Linked DNA regions of Mus musculus: regions 2 and 3 are each linked to region 1. The links are chromatin contacts, called in public HiChIP or PLAC-seq maps. All regions are on one chromosome and are shown on one strand. The core of a region is the stretch at or near the end of the contact, and the rest is flanking DNA. Distances in the headings are between cores, read along the strand shown. Region 1 overlaps Mad1l1 (MAD1 mitotic arrest deficient 1-like 1). Region 2 overlaps Elfn1 (leucine rich repeat and fibronectin type III, extracellular 1). Region 3 overlaps Elfn1 (leucine rich repeat and fibronectin type III, extracellular 1).

What was found. HiChIP or PLAC-seq counts read pairs in DNA pulled down with a chosen protein or histone mark.
Region 2: a contact with region 1 is called in an H3K27ac HiChIP or PLAC-seq map of SST interneurons, with 4 times the contacts expected there. The contact joins two enhancer-like sites. A contact is called at or near these places in 2 of 484 Hi-C or Micro-C datasets (bone marrow-derived macrophages and cerebral cortex) and 4 of 115 datasets of contacts at active chromatin or transcription factors (SST interneurons, VIP interneurons, bone marrow-derived macrophages and 1 more).
Region 3: an H3K27ac HiChIP or PLAC-seq map of VIP interneurons shows a contact between it and region 1, with 3 times the contacts expected there. The contact joins two enhancer-like sites. A contact is called at or near these places in 1 of 484 Hi-C or Micro-C datasets (cerebral cortex), 1 of 115 datasets of contacts at active chromatin or transcription factors (VIP interneurons) and 1 of 9 other capture datasets (embryonic stem cells).

Annotation. Positions count from the first base shown.
Region 1 is chr5:140,249,196-140,252,003 of GRCm38.p6, reverse strand. The region is part of intron 10 of Mad1l1 (MAD1 mitotic arrest deficient 1-like 1); the gene reads left to right. Among named protein-coding and RNA genes, the nearest start is that of Gm16120, 43 kb to the right of the region's middle. Within about 2 kb of position 1,438, at least 23 of the 459 cell types and tissues checked have an H3K27ac peak or open chromatin away from gene starts, as enhancers often do. A contact at or near this core is called in SST interneurons, VIP interneurons and cerebral cortex, where this site is marked.
Region 2 is chr5:139,930,674-139,933,481 of GRCm38.p6, reverse strand. The region is part of intron 1 of Elfn1 (leucine rich repeat and fibronectin type III, extracellular 1); the gene reads right to left. Among named protein-coding and RNA genes, the nearest start is that of Elfn1, 24 kb to the right of the region's middle. Within about 2 kb of position 1,336, at least 149 of the 459 cell types and tissues checked have an H3K27ac peak or open chromatin away from gene starts, as enhancers often do. A contact at or near this core is called in SST interneurons and cerebral cortex, where this site is marked.
Region 3 is chr5:139,970,736-139,973,543 of GRCm38.p6, reverse strand. It overlaps Elfn1 (leucine rich repeat and fibronectin type III, extracellular 1), which reads right to left. Exons shown (of 2, transcript NM_001384186.1): 2 at 1-2,566. The coding sequence starts at 2,301. Among named protein-coding and RNA genes, the nearest start is that of Elfn1, 64 kb to the right of the region's middle. Within about 2 kb of position 1,438, at least 2 of the 459 cell types and tissues checked have an H3K27ac peak or open chromatin away from gene starts, as enhancers often do. A contact at or near this core is called in VIP interneurons, where this site is marked.

The sequences.
Region 1 (2,808 bases), core at 189-2,688:
ATGGTGTCACCCTGGGCCGTCTGCAGAGACGCAGGGTGCAATGGAGGCAGGTGAGGGGGCAACATATAACTATGCATGATGAGTGCCCATGCATGTGGGGTGCGTGTACTTGTGTGGACAGGGACAGGTGTGGAGATACAGAAGCATGGAACTTGTGTAAGCTGTATGCATTCCACCGGCTATAAAAGTTGTTGAGGGAACATTTCTTAGCAGATGCTAAGATGTTTTGTTTAGATCCTGTAATACCAGAACTGGTATTAAGCAGCTTAAAATTTGCCTTGGAATGTGGAGAGTGGCTACCTGAGTCTGAGCACTTTTCTCGTGCCTTCTGCAGCACTAGTGACATAGAGCTCATGGCTGTCCTGCAAGGAGTATGCTGCTCTTAGCCACCTGCAGACCCAGGAGTGCCTGGCTAGGACTCATGGTCGTCTGAGGATGTCTGACTCTATGCACGTTTACCTCCTACCCACACATCTACCTTTCCCTTCCTTGTGACAGTGGGCTCTGTGGCCTTTCTTTGGAAGCTGGAGTGGCTCAGCAGGGAATCCCTCTATCCTGATTCTCTTTAACTTTTTTTTTTTTTTTTTTTTTTTTTGAGACAGGATTTCTCTGTGTAGCCCTGGCTGTCCTGGAACTCACTCTGTAGACCAGGCTGGCCTGGAACTCAGAAATCCACCTGCCTCTGCCTCCCGAGTGCTGGGATTAAAGGCGTGCGCCACCACGCCCGGCTCTCTTTAACTTTTATGTCAACTGTGGGTCAACACTGAGCCTGCCTCCCAGAACCACTCACATAGTAACCTGGGCATGGCTATGCAGGCTGCCCACACCAAATTGATCTGGTCTTGTTATATCCCAGACTGCAGAATGCACTAGGCATTGTGGTATTTGACTAATGGGCTAGTCCAAGCTCAAGACAGTTTACCTACCAAGTAATGGCTCCTACTTACCATCTCTTCCTCTGATATCCCTATCAGACAAAGGCTTTGAGCATGGCTGTGTAGCAGTGTTTTGTTAGTTCCTGTGTACAGGTTGTCACCTTCCATCTGGTAAGTTCAGGTTCCATAGAACAGGCCCAGAGTGCTGCTATTGAGGTTTAGGGACCCAGTGGGCTGATCTCTGATACTATTCCTGCTTATACAGTCCCCTTATCACACTGTGTTCTGAAGGGGACATGAAGGCAGGCAAGTTTAACTGGAGGCTCCCACAGTGCCCACCATAGCTGGGAATTCCTAGCCTCTCTGTCCGAGCCTGATCCCCACCCCCTTTAAGATACCCCCCTCTTCTTGCCTGTGTGTGTTTCCTTCCTTCCAGGAACAGAACCCAATAGCACTGTCAAGAGCTGTCTGTGCTTGAGCCGGGCCAGGTTTATGCTCTGAGCATAGGGCAGCTTCAGAAGGCTTTGGCAGCTGGCTGCAGTGCCCAGCTTTGGACATGAGATGGTGCCTGCAGCATTTCGAGCCCTATCTGCTCACTCCTCAAAGCTTCCTTCCATAGCCTCCCCAGTGGAGGCATCCAAACCAAGTCTATAAATTTTGTGACCAGTTAGTAGGAGAGAGAGTGGAGAGATAAAGAGAGGCTGGAAAGACCTTGAGATGGGTGGGCATCTGTCATAGGTGCCTACCTGGAGCTCACTTCTGCTCTTGAGCTGTATAATCTTTACCTTCCCATTCTTTGCTGGGGTGGGCTGGTGAGTCCAGGAGGGAGGGAGGGAGGGAGGGGGAGACAGGGGGGGGGAGAGACAGAGAGAGAGAGAGAGAGAGAGAGAGAGAGAGAGAGAGAGAATGTATGTGTGTGTGTAGTGATATAAGCCCCAACCCTAGCTTGGCTTTGGCTCTGTTTAAGACATTCCTGTTTCAGGCTGCCTCTCTTCTACTGCTTTGCCTTGAGACCAAGTCTGGGTACCCACATCCCCAAAAGGATGGCCAGTGCATCCTGGGATACAGAGCAAGGCTTGGGTCCTTTACTGAATTTGTGGAGATACACAGCTGTGAGGGTGAAAGGCCCCTTGATGATAGGCCCTGTGTGTGGTGGGAAGATGTGCATACTCCTTCTTCAAGGGCCAGGTTGCTGTGCTCCAGGCCTACCCAGCCCCAACCACCCAGTCATGGAGTTGGGGAGGGCCAGCGTTCCAGACCCGGCCCTCTTAGTCTGCTTGTGCTGGCTCTTCAACTAGGGGAGCTGCGGTTAACATTTCTCACCCACACGGACTGTTGCTCTGTATGTCTTGCATATCCATATTTAAAATGGTATTTACATATTCATGGGTTTTTAAATAAGCTCTTATTGTTAAGGAATGTAGAAGTGGATAAAATGTGAAACTCCCTCTTTTATTCAAGCACCAGAGAAAACGTCACCCCCATCTACCCCAATGCAATCACTTTCTGAGTGCTTAGCTCTGTTGCCATGGGAGCTGCCCTGTCCCATGGTCCTCTCTCAATTCTGCCCAGCCCGTGTCCAGCATACAGCATACAATACACAGCATGGCTCACAGCATGCCCACAGCCATGTCCTTTTCTTGTCATACTCTGGATCCCTCTGATGTGACCCTTACTTCCTGATAGAGTCCTGAAGACACCATCCCCATTTTTCCCCTCATTCATTTGTATGTATGTGTACATGTGTGTATATGTGTGTACATGAAGGCCAAGGGTGTCTTCTTCCATTACCCTCACTTTCTGAGACAATGTCTTTTGCTTGAACCTGGAGCTCACTGATTTAGGTAGACAAGCTTCTCCAGTGTCCTGTCTCTTCCTTCCCAGCGCTGGAGTTACAGACATCCACTATTGCCCCTGGCTTTTTGGAGGGTTT
Region 2 (2,808 bases), core at 87-2,586, 320 kb after region 1:
ACACTGCAATCCCAGCACTTGGGAGGTAGAGGCAGGAGGATCAGAAGTTTAAGGTTATCCTCCGCTGAGCAAGCCTGGGCTACAAAGGTGCCTTAAAGGTGAGAGAGCAGCTGGAGAGAAGGCTCAGCAGGGAAAAGCACTTGCCACCAAGCCTGAGTTTGATCTCAGGACCCAGTGCGATGGAAGGAGAGAGAACTGACAACTGAAGCTTGGGAGCTGTCCTCTGACCTCCACAGGCTCACCATGATATGTGCCCAAGTGCAAGCATGAGCGTGCACATACACACTCACACGCACGTAATAAAAACGAAGCAAGAAACTCAGGTACAGATCCCCCATCCCCACAGGGACAGATGGCGGTGACCTGCACAGTCATAGGCCCTTGAAGGCTGTCACTCAAAGTTTGGCAAGAGCAGCTAGTTAATCAGGCCAGGTGACCGTGACATCTATGCTTCTGAGGCTCACGCCCACCTCCTCACTCCCAAAGGGACTTGGCACCTGGACAGGAGGGTGTCCCTAACTCCGTCTATCTCTGAGGGCTGTGGGGGAACATTCAGGACCTATTCCCAGTGTCACTGGCTTGTGCCTGCTCGGTAACAAGTGGTCAGAGCAGGAGAGAAGCCAGGAATCCCCTCCTTGGCCTCACCCCACACCTCCCTCCAGCTCTCCTCCTCCAGCCTTTGTGACGTCACTGCTGTTGCCATGGGAACCCTGCCAGCCCGAGCTGGATGACTTCACATGCGGGTGGGGAGCGCCTGAGCCATAGGTCTCAAGACAGAGTTCTCCAGCAATCAGCCAAATGGCAAAAGAATCATTGAACCACTGGGTAGCTGGGTTTTAAGGCAAGGGCTCCACCCACTCCACCCATGCCTGGAACAGGAGCAGGGGGGTGGGGGGTGGGGCAGAACCACTTCCTCTCTCTCCATGAAGGTGGGAGAGGAAGAGTAAGGAACCCATGTTCTCCTGGGCTGCCTGAGGATCCAGGGTCAGCAGCTTGAGGACTCAGTTTACCTTCCCAGAAAATGGGAATGAGCCCCCCCCCCCCCAACATGCTGCTGATCTGTCATCAAGGACCACACAGAACTAAATCCTGACCAGACGGGCCTGTGACTCATCCTGTAGGAATCACAGTTAGGGGCTTCCAGAAGATTCTCCTAAACCCAAAGCCTCTGCCCAAGAACCCCAGACGGCCCTGCCCACTCTGGGGAGCCCCTCCCTTGTAACTCCCTAGCACCAGCAGAGATCTCCCGACACCTGCTCTATGCCTCACCAGGACACACTGCTGGGGTTGCCATGGGGACGAGCAGGGGGGAGCAAGTGCGGGGTGCACACAGCTGCGCTCGAGCACACGGGATGGGGAAGCACACATCCGTGGATATTTGACTCTCTCCATGGTCATACGGGTATAGCGGCCCCACCGGGTGACTGTATAACTACAGATATGCACACTCTGCACAGGGTCTGCTAGCACACGTGTTTGTGCCCTCACGAAAGATGTGGCTCCCCCGGCACACACTTGCAGGCTGGGCACATAACTCTGGGGCCCTACCAGCCTTTGGCACCCAAGGCCGATGCATCTGCCCAGACAGAGGATACAGGCCTCCCTGGAACCTCCTCAGGACACATCACTTCGACACAGTCAGGCTCCCCTGGATTCGGAAAAAACCCTCCAGCCATAACCACCTCCAAACCTGGATGCCACATCTCTGAAGTTTCTGGAACCCCACAAGGAAGAGGAAGCCACACCTGCTCCAAGCCAGACCCCCCAGAAGGGAGTCTGCTTCTAGATCACTTCCTGGGTACTCTATGTACCCCCAAGGAGAGTCCACGGTGACCTCCCAAGTACCCTCTCCATCATGAGTGCTGGGATGACAGGCAAGTGCCACCGTGCTGGGTTAATGCTGTGCTCTACCCATTGCCTAGACAACAAAACTGAGGTTCAGAGTAAATCGTCCAGCCTGCATGGTGCAGACAGGGAGGCCACACAGGGCCTCACAAGCATCTTTGCTCTGCCCGTAGCCTCGATCGGCTCAGACCCCTCCTGGGCTTCTACTTCCTTCAGCTCTGGCGCTCGCTCGGGAAACCAGCCTTCCTAGCTTCTAATTAAGGAAACAAGCCCAGAGAAGGAAAGTAACTCGACCAAGGTCACAGAGCCCTGAGAAAAATCTTACAGGAGCTGCTGGGGGTTGAGAAGCAGGCGTTGGGGGGAGGGCTCTAGAGGGCCCTCTAGAGCCCTCCCCCCAGCTTCCAGCCAGAGGAAGCAGCCGCGGGGGCGGGCAGGCAGGCAGGCAGGCAGGCAGGTCACCGCCCAGCGCTTCCTGCCTCTGTCTTTGCATCTGATACATTCAATGAAGACCAGAAGCCTCCTAATACAATTTAGAGCCCCGTGGCCACAGCCGCCTCTAATGATTAGCTCTGATTTTTCTTGGCTGTCTCTTTGAGACTCCATGCAAATGAGCCTCCTCCTCTTCCCAGCCCAGTCCCTCCTCCTGGCCCCGAGGACGGACAATGAATGAGTGTCTAAGACTAAGGGAAACCTCAAACCTCCCGGCAGCCCAACCTGTGCCTACAGCCCTCACCATGCTGAAAGCCCTGGAAAACCTAGCCCATGCAGGAGTGCCGGCTGATGCTATTCAGACCTTGGGGTCCCCTGCATAAAGGGCGGGGGGTGGCTAGAACACACTCTTTAAGAAGCTGAAGGGTCCTTAAGAGGCAGCTCATAACCAGTTTCCACCTCTGAGGGTGGGGGAGGCAATGGGGCTCAGCTGGGAGAGGGTTCCCCCAGCAAGCAATGAAGGCCTGGGTTCTA
Region 3 (2,808 bases), core at 189-2,688, 280 kb after region 1:
CTCGGGGCTGGATGAATAGCTCAGGTTGTGGTACTGTGGGGACAGCTGCGAGTAGACGAGGTCTCGGGGTCGTGGCCGGGTCAGAGGCTCCAGGATGGATGCCTTGCGGCCACCCAAGCCCTCGTGAGTGGGTGGAGGTGGTGGAGGGGCAGGTGGCTCGGCAGGGTGAGAGCCGGGGTATGAGTGCCGATGCTCGCCGTACTGGCGACTCTTGTCGGCCTCCGCCCGCAGCACAGTGGCCGCGGGTGTCACAGTGAGGATGGTCTCGGGCACAGGTGAGCTTTTTTCAATGTACTTGGTCTCGGTGGCTGGGGCCTTATGTGTGCCGGTGGCCTCAGCCCGGAAGGTGCGAGGGCTGCGTGCAGAACCGCTGGATGAAGTGCTGGCCCTCGGGGGCCCGGGCGCAGCCTCCACACTGTGGTGCCGCTGCAGGCCACCATGGCCAAAGGCATCTTTGTATACAGGGGACAGGAAGCTGTGCTTGCTGGCCAGAGGCTCGGACAGCAGCACCAGCTGCGGCTCAGCCGCAGACACGGCCCCTGATTTGGCGCCCTGGAAGGAGGTGGACTCGGACTTGAGGGCGTCGATGCAGTTGTTAATGATCTGGTTGACTCTGTCCACTTCCTTGGCAATGGTGGAGATCTCCGCTACTGAGCTCTGGGGTTCACCTGGCCGGCTCAGCTCACAGCCTCTGCGCTCCTGCGGCTCCCCCGTGCGCACTTCAATGTAGTTCCCCTTGGTGGCCTTGGGGGTCTCGCTGCTCTCCACCAGCTTATACTGCTCCACGTCACTGGTGGCGGCTGGCAGGTAGGGTATTCGAGTCACAGCCTCAGGGCCAAGCAGCGGACCCTGGGTCAGGGGAGCCAGGCCAGGCGCCTCAATCTCAGGACCATACTTAAGCTCGATGATGGTTTTTTTCAAGCTGCCAGCTGCCGCTGCCACAGCCTTCTTGTGTTTCTCCTCTTGTCGCCTCCGCTTGCGCAGGCAGTAATAGACAGCGCCCAGAACCAGTACCATACCAAAGAGGCAGCCCAGGATGGTCATGATGTAGTGGGTGGCTGTGGAGGGGCTGGGCACGGGGCCCGGTGGGCTGGGCGGCTTGGGCAGGCAGATGGTAAGGCAGGTGTGGTTATGATGGGTGCCGGAGCTGGTAGAGACCACGCAGTATGTGTAGTTGGTGAGTGTGTAAAGATTGGTGAGGCGGATCTCCTCCTGAGGCTGGGTCAGCTTGGACACGGTGAACGATTTGCTGTTATTGTACTGCTCCAGCGTGTACATGCGGTTGAACGGGCTCGGCAGCTGCACCATGATGGTGGCCGAATTTTGGGTCAGCTGCTTGACCTTCATGGAGGGACGGGCCTCTGTCTGAGGGACCAGCGTAGTCAGGATCACCAGCGGCGTGGTGCCATCTCCGGAGAAGCACTCGTCATCAGCGCAGGGCATGTCACTAGGCTCTGGTGGAGGCGGAGGTGGCGAATGTCCCGGCTGTGACCGGCCTGGCACCGGACGGGGTGGGCCAAGCACCTCAGCAGTGTAGGAGCCCTCTGTGCACACAGACTGAAGCTTGCTAAGGATGCTACGTTGGTGGCCGTGGCGGCCCTGGCCCAGGAGGAAGTAGCCTGCGTAGACAGGAGGAGACTCACACTGCACCCGGTCATGGGTCTGTGTGGCGTTGGTGAAGGCAGCCAGCCAGCGCAGGAAACCCAGCAGCTCACAGGAGCAGTAGAAAGGGTTGCTGTAGATCTCACACACCGAGAGCTTGGTCAGGCCTGCGAAGGTGCCGCTGCCCAGCTGCTGGATGCGATTCATGGAGAGATCTATGTTGACGATGTTGGGACACTCCCAGAAGGCGCTGGCCATCACCACCTCGATGAGGTTGGCCTGTAGGTACAGGTACTCGAGCTTGCTCAGGCCCCGCAGCATGCCCTCCGTGAGGTTGCGCAGCCGGTTGTAGCCCAGCTGCAGCACCTGGAGGTTGAACTGGCCGGAGAAGGCCCCGTCCTCGATGTAGCCGATCTCGTTCTTGGTGAGGTTGAGGTATGTGAGGTTTCCGAAGCGGCTCAGGGAGGCGTACTGCACGCTGCGGATACGGTTCTCGTTAAGCCGCAGGTCCACGATGGTGTTGTTGATCTGTTGGGGGATGGCCTCATAGGGTGGCTGGTTCTGGCTGCAGATGGCCAACCACACGAAGCCTTTGTCACCCTCAATCAGCCAGCAGTCACCTTGGGCCAGCCCACCCGCGTGCAGTAACGTGGCGGCTGCCACAAGTACCCACGCTGTACCCCACCCGTGCCCAGCCATCTCGGGACACTGCCTGTGGGGATGGGGGGAGGGCTGGGCAGTGGGCCCCCCCAGGGGACTTAGGGGTGGGATGGATCACTGCCTGCACTGTCAGAGATGTCCTGTCCCAAGCTGCATGACGCAGGTGTCGGGAGGGAGAATGGCTCCCTCACTGCCCGCCGCCCTTTGTCGTCCTCCCCGGTCCCAAGGTGGCCACAGCCTGTTTTCCCATGGGCCTGTGTATCCTGGTGGCTTCGCCCGGTTCCTCTGCCTGAAGTACTCTCTGCTGCAAGAGAAAAGAGAAGAGAGTAAGTCACAGAAAAAAACCACATCCAAAGTCACTGGGTGACTGACTGAAGAATTCCGCTGAGCCACCCACCACTGTCTGCTGTGAAACAGAAACCATCATGCTTGTCCCAGATCATCAGGCTGGGCTGAGAGAGTCTGAGATCATCAAGAAAAGCAGACCTCCCTCAGGTCCAGTTTCTTCATGTACAACGTGGACAAGATGTCCCCTTGAGTGGCCAG